Regions from separate parts of the Zea mays genome. Here region 1 is linked to region 2. The links are chromatin contacts, called in public Hi-C maps. All regions are on one chromosome and are shown on one strand. Each heading gives the region's core, a stretch centred on a gene start, on an enhancer-like site or on the middle of the called end of the contact. The rest is flanking DNA. Distances are from core to core; before and after follow the strand shown. Region 1 holds the start of LOC100284265 (eukaryotic translation initiation factor 3 subunit 6). Region 2 holds the start of LOC100280918 (ADP-ribosylation factor 1).

Evidence for each region. A called contact is a pair of places that touch in the nucleus more often than the background predicts.
Region 1: a Hi-C map of endosperm shows a contact between it and region 2, with 4 times the contacts expected there. The contact joins the promoter of LOC100284265 here to the promoter of LOC100280918 in region 2. A contact is called at or near these places in 3 of 25 Hi-C or Micro-C datasets (ear, endosperm and tassel).

Annotation. Positions count from the first base shown.
Region 1 is chr2:164,992,405-164,995,958 of Zm-B73-REFERENCE-NAM-5.0, forward strand. LOC100284265 (eukaryotic translation initiation factor 3 subunit 6) reads left to right here and starts at 1,747. Exons shown (of 7, transcript NM_001157160.2): 1 at 1,747-2,247; 2 at 3,381-3,554. The coding sequence starts at 1,885.
Region 2 is chr2:164,604,802-164,608,355 of Zm-B73-REFERENCE-NAM-5.0, forward strand. It overlaps LOC100280918 (ADP-ribosylation factor 1), which reads right to left and starts at 2,077. Exons shown (of 7, transcript NM_001371433.1): 1 at 1,972-2,077; 2 at 1,509-1,684; 3 at 606-676; 4 at 1-115. The coding sequence starts at 1,656.

The DNA of each region.
Region 1 (3,554 bases), core at 497-2,996, 390 kb after region 2:
TTTTATCACCCAACCATGGATACAAGATTTTGGACCGGATAATGCACTGCATCTAAAATATAGCCCGTTTGAATCTCTATGATATATTTCCGTTTTTTTTTTGCATTTTGGTCCTTTCTCGAAAAAAAATCACGTTTAGACCCTAAAAAATTTTAATGTCATTTTTGGACCCTTTGCTCGGCGCCGTAGCCTATGGCGCCGAGGTAACACAGCTCGGCGCCATAGGCTATGGCGCTGAGGTACGTGCTGCGCTGGCACAAACGAACGTCGTGGCGCCGACGTGGCACTGAGCTCGGCGCCATAGATGTTGGCGCCGAGCTCAATTTTGTACACAAAATTTGTCTAGCTTAGTCGGTGAAACACAAGGCTCTTAACTTTGTGGTGGTGTGTTCGAGCCACACGATGGGTGTTTTTTAATACTTTTTGTCTTTGTCACTGATTTATTTTTTTTTGTTGTACAGATTTTTCGTTTATGTCGCTGATTTGTCCGTCTAAATTGATTTCTCATATAATTTTTTTTATTTTTGTGACTAATTTGTTTATTCGTCCAGATATTTTTTTGTTTATCCGGATGCATGCGTGTGGTATATAGTACTACTAGAAGTCTGCATGCATATATCTGCTAGTGGTGCTTTCATTTGCACTCGAGTGGTGCTCCACGTAAGAGGTGAAATAATAGTGGTTAAGGCACATCTGATCGAGTGCTTGGCAAAAATATGACGATAAGTTGACAACTTGTAATACTATTACTTAAATATGTTGAGAATTGTTCTTTTAAATAAAAAAGAAGAGGCGCTAATGTGAAGAGTGCTGGTGATAGCACCAAATTTGGCACATGAAAACGGTCGGTCGGTCCGCGCCTGGGATGGTCCGCGAGTGTAGTCTAGATGCTCCATGATTATATTAACTCGGACGAAAGACCCTTTCCTGAGCGTGCTTGTTCGGTTAATCACGCGGGAATATGTCGGGAAACGCCATGAGATAAGTATATAATGGAGTATACTTTTATTTAGTGCAGAGGAAAAAAGATGAATATGTGTGCTTCTTTTTACTGGGAATATGTTATTATGTATCTAGAATTTATGTTCAAAAGAACTCAATGAAAATATAATATTTTTATTTGGTCATGATTGAAGTAAGAGTGTTCTCATTTGATTTTTATTGTGGTTAGCTGAGCAAACAAGGGGGAAGTTGACGGCTTGCGACCACTGTGGCACACAGCCGCTGTGCTCGCCGGAACAAATCAATCACAAAAACAAAAAAAATCTGGATAAGAAATAAATCTGGACGGACAAATCAGCGACATAAACGAAAAACCTGGACAACAAAAAAACAAATAAGTGACAAAGACAAAATATTAAAAATACCCATTGTGGGGCTCGAACCCACAACCACAAGGTTAAAAGCCTTGTATTTTATCAACTGAGCTAGACAAGCTTTTTGTATAGAATTGAGCTCGGCGCCAAAAACTATGGCGCCGAGCTCGATGCCACGTCGGCGACACGACGTTCGTTTGTGCCAGCACAGCACGTACCTCGGCGTCATAGCCTATGGCGCCGAGCTGTGTTACCTCGGCGCCATAGGCTACGGCGCCGAGCAAAGAATCAAAAATGACATTAAAATTTTCTAGAGTTTAAACGTGAATTTTCTTTCGAGAAAAGGCTAAAATGCAAAAAATTCGGGATATATTTTATGTGGGATTTTGAGAATCTCTATGAGATATTTTGTGGGATTTTCAGAATCCCTGTCGGATCCAAACGGAGCCTACATAACCCTTCCCTTCCTCGCTTCCCTCCTCCCCGCGCCGCCATACCCTCGAACCCGAGAGGAACCCTAACACCAAAACGCCCCCGGAGGCAGCTAGGAGAGCTCGAATCACCAGCCATGTCGGAGCACGACCTCACGGCGCTGATGGCGGCGCAGCTGGACCGCCACCTGGTGTTCCCCCTGCTGGAGTTCCTCCAGGAGCGGCAGCTCTACTCGGAGTCGGAGATCCTGGAGGCCAAGATCCGCCTCCTCAGCGGCACCAACATGGTCGACTACGCCATGGACATCCACAAGTCCCTCTACGGCACCGACGACGTGCCCGAGGACATGGTGAAGCGCCGCGCCGAGGTCGTCTCCAGGCTCAGGTCGCTCGAGGAGGCCGCAGCCCCGCTCGTCGCCTTCCTCCAGAACCCGCAGCTCGTGCAGGAGTTCAGGCCCGACAAACAGTACAACATCCACATGCTCCAGGAGCGATACCAGGTTCGGGTTCTCCCTACTCCCTCTGCTCAAGTCCCGTTTTCGAGACATGTATGTATACTTTGGTTGGCTAGGCATGCAGGTTTGTGGAATTCCGTGTTTATTAGATGTTGTTATGAAATTATGAGGTTGTGCGGTCATTAAGAAGTCTCAATTTGATTTGCTCATACATCGGAGCAATCTTAGGTAGTGTTTGGTTGAGGAGCCAAGTAGAACGGAGTCGTTCCATCCCTGATTCTAGGAACGGAGCCGCTCTGTTCTGTGTTTGGTAATCTGGAACGGAGCGGTTCTGTTTTTTGTTTGGTTGCAGAGTGAACGGAACGGAGCGTGACTGTGAGAGCGGGATTGGAACGGAGCGGCTCCGTTCCATTGATTTTTTGGAGCGGAATGGTTCCGGATCTGAGGAGAATATTCCCTAATTGGAGCCATTCCGTTCTAGTTACTTTGTAACCAAACAACAACAAAACTGGAACAGAACGGTTCCGTTCTACTTGGCTCTTCAACCAAACACTACCTTAACGTGCGTTTGGTTGCAATAACAGGACGGGGTGGGATGGGATGATCCCTCAAATTAGGTTGTTTGGTTCTGGATCAAGGGTTGGGACAGGACTATCCTAGTGTTGTCCCCGGTTGTTCCTTAAAATTGGAGGGACGAGAGAGGATGTTAGGGGCTAGGTGTTTAGTTAGCATATGATTTGGTCCTAGTTGTACACTATGTTGCGAGGAATCTTGAATTGGCTGAATGGTGACTTTAGCTCCCATATTATGGTAAGTAGATTGTGAGATGTGTTTTATTGGCACTATCTATAATTTAATATGTTATAGGCATTTTAGCACAGGTGTCCTAGAATATAGACATATGTAGTTCTTCCTATTATCTTAGTTGATTCCCTTGTATCTTATAGTCCAAAAAGTGGTTTCGCCATTGTGGCTAGTTCAGGTTTATGTTCTTTCAACTCTAGCAAGGGACAATTCACAGTGAGAGTTTTCTCTGCTGGAGCACTGTAGGGAAAGGACAATGCATATTAAATAAGATCAAAATTCAGATGAAACGTTGAAGCTGTGCATTTTTTATTGCTATAGCTTGTTTTGTGATAAATGCTAATGAATTGATCAATCCTTGTTTACCAATGCAGATCGGTCCTGACCAGATTGAAGCTCTGTATCAGTATGCCAAATTTCAGTTTGAGTGTGGTAACTACTCAGGGGCTGCTGATTACCTTTACCAGTATCGTGCTTTGTGCACAAACAGTGAGCGAAATGTGAGTGCCCTCTGGGGAAAGCTGGCAGCAGAAATCCTAATGCAGAAC
Region 2 (3,554 bases), core at 827-3,326:
TCAGCATCCTGTGCAGCTCATCTCTGGCTTCAACAACACGGTCACGGTCATTGCTATCCACAACAAAGATAAGACCCTGTGTGTTCTGGAAGTAATGCCTCCAGAGAGGTCTGATCTGTTTTCATTAAACGAGTACAAGTCAGTCAAAATGTGATAAAACATGTAAATTACTGCATTAATATAGAGATGCTAAGGCTAAGACCAAGCACATTCCCATGTCTAAAAATTCATATGATGTCATAATGTTACGTTGTTAACAATCGGATTAGCCTAAGAAATCAAATAGAAAATAAAAAAGAATGGTGGCTCTTGGATTCTGGAAGAACAGGAAATTAGGTAGTGTTTGGTTCCGGAGCCACTTGGATAGAACGGCTCCGTCCCCAGAGGAACGGGTCCGTCCAAGAAATTCTAAGGAGCCAAATGGTTCAACGTTTGAGCATAATTTTCCATTTTTATACCCACTCCATCCTATATGGAACCAATCCAAACAACAACAAATTGAGAGCGGAGCTGCTCCATTCCACCATACTCCAGAACCAAACGCTACCTTAGAGAACATTATGTAGTGTAAATGGGTAATACAAAATGATGTTGGAGGGTTATACCTTGTCCTGACCCCCGACATCCCAGACCGTGAAGCTAATGTTCTTGTACTCAACAGTTTCAACATTGAAACCTGCATTTCAAAAAAAAACATTTATCTTGTAAGACAAAGAAAACTGAAGCATAAAAACAAAACACAGTAATGTCATCATATGATAATCATAAGAAAATAGGAATGCAGAACACAATAAACACTTTTGTCACCAAAATTTAATGATTGAAACTCAGTTCCTTTTTAGTGAAGCGCTCTACAACTATTGTAAAATATCATGATGTTGAAAACTTGCATTACAAGAAATACTGCTATTAATACATTGTTGCCCCATCATGCTTTACATTTTTTTCTTTCTTAATTTTTCTTCATCCTGATGCTAATGTCTAAATTAGCTTTCCAATAGTCCAAAAGCCAAAACAGGAGATTTAAACAACAGAAAGAAAACTGCAGTTTTCACTGGCTATAATAAAACAATAGTATTTTCAAGTTGGAACAATAGACCAAGCAAGAAGATGAGCATTTTATTGTGATCACCTAACAGAATTTCATTAAGCTATATCATATCAGAGTTTCTATAGACAGGAAACAAATATGATACATTAAAAGAATCCATGAAACATAGACAGTAAACTAAAAGACAATGAATTGTTCTCTAGAGTGATAGTAATTGCATTTTGTTCCATCCAACCAAATATGTGGGTCATTTCGTCATGATATGAACGGCTCATTGAATGGCCCCTGTAATCGTATTCAAGCATCAGGGCAAACAAACGATCATGTATCGTTTAACCCCCAACCACTCATGTATTTACAGATCGCGCATCGTACGGATCCATCATTTAACAGAGCATTCTTCACAACCTAATCGAACATGATCCAACAACGTTGGAAAGGCAAAAGTTGGACTCACCGATGGTGGGGATGGTTGTGACGATCTCGCCGAGCTTGAGCTTGTAGAGGATGGTGGTTTTACCGGCGGCGTCGAGACCGACCATAAGAATCCGCATCTCCTTCTTGGCGAAGAGCCGGCTGAAGAGCTTCCCGAACGCGAGCCCCATCTTCCTCCGCGCCCGCTACCTTCACCACCTGCAGAATCGTCAACCGTTCATTCATTCCGCGCTCAGATCTCCCCCAAGCCTAGCATACAAGTATACAACGGATCGCGAATCTCCCCGGCGCGTCCAGGCGACGGCGCCGCGGATCTGAACCGACCCGATCCAGACCCAACCGCACGGATCGGGCAGATCACACGCTGCCGAACGGAGATCTACCGCGCGCGGCAGCCGGAGATGGATCGGGAGCAGAGATCTGACAGCGCAAGGAGCTCAGATCTGGGAGAGGGTGGGGGAGGGATGGGTTAGGGGCAGGCTCACCGCTGACTGCGAAATCCGGAGGAGGAATGGTGGATCGGGGGCGGTGGGGAGACCTGAGGGCAAGGGGGAGGGGAGATATTAACGCCGCGCTTTGTGCCGGCTGGCGGGGTGGGGACGTGGGGTGGGGTGTGTGGGCTGGGCTGGGCTTCCTGATCGTTGCTGCCGTTGCAATTTCCGAATATCATTTTATTAACTAAATTTTGACTTATATACTTTTAAATTCTAAGTCGAAGTATATAAAAAATTTGGATCGGTTTTCATATCTCGCTTAGTATCCGGAACGGTAAATTTCACCAAAATCCGATGGAAACCGAGCGAGAAATTCTTCTCTGTGTCTAAGGATGGCAATGGGTACGGTTATGGGTAAATAACCGCGAATAATTATCCATTGGATATTGGTATGGTGGAATTTAATATCCGCGGGTACGGTTATGGATATAATAAGGTATCCGCGGATATTTTTTCGCGGGTATGGATATCCAGTATCCATACTCGTTACCCAATGGATATCTAACATGTGGGCCATCCGGATTTATATATTATCATAAATTCTTATTTTTCAATTTTTATCCATAACATGTTGTTTGGTGCTGAAATTATCATTTAATGCTATTAGAATGATAATTATTTTGAAATGTAATAAAATTGATGTTTGGTGTTTAATCCTAAAATTGTAGTGGGCGGGCGGGTAACGGGTATCCACTGGATAACGGATACCCGGCGGGTACGGGTATGGATACAGATCCATACCCACGAACGTTTATGGGTACGGGTATGGGTTGAGTTTTGTCTCGTGGGTATGGATTTGCGAACTATATATTCGTGTACTACCCGCCCGATTGCCATCCCTATCTGTGTCGGACCCGGACCTCCACTCCAACGAATGACTAGGATTGGTCCCAGTGGCATTCCGCGTTAAATCACCGACTGGTCCAATTTTAGTTCGTTTCGACTGCTTTTTGTGGGGATGTGGACATTTGGGTTCGAAGCACGAAAAATAACATGACCTATGCACGAACCGATATGATTCGGTTTGGGCCGATGTCATGGCTTATGAGTGGCCACGGGCACGATCCGTTTAAAATAGACATGAAATTGTCTATATAGAGGCACGAAAATATTCATATATTTATTAAATCGTACTTTGTTTCATACTTTCGTTTATTTGATAAAAAACACAAAACTAGAGATGTAGCTAGTTAGATGTTTTTTAAGCTTCGAATTAGAGTATGTGATGTAATTTTACTTTGTTATGAACATTAGACAATGAATTGAACTTACTAACTCTATATGGAGCTGGTTTTACTCTTTTCCTTCTAACAAAAGAATTTTTAACGAGGTAGTTATTTGGCACTTGTTTCTGATTGCTATATGATATCAAAAACAAGGCAACACAAGTTAGAGGGTTGAAACATTCTCCCTTTTTCATATCTCTTCTTCGAAGGGGTAGCTTCAAGGGAGAAGGAATAAATGAAGAATGTACGTGAAGTGAGAATGTATGAGATCGCGATGAAGAACGAAGCAAGGTACTCATCGTCATTCTTTTATTTCATCCTCCTTATCAATTGAATACACAAACGTAC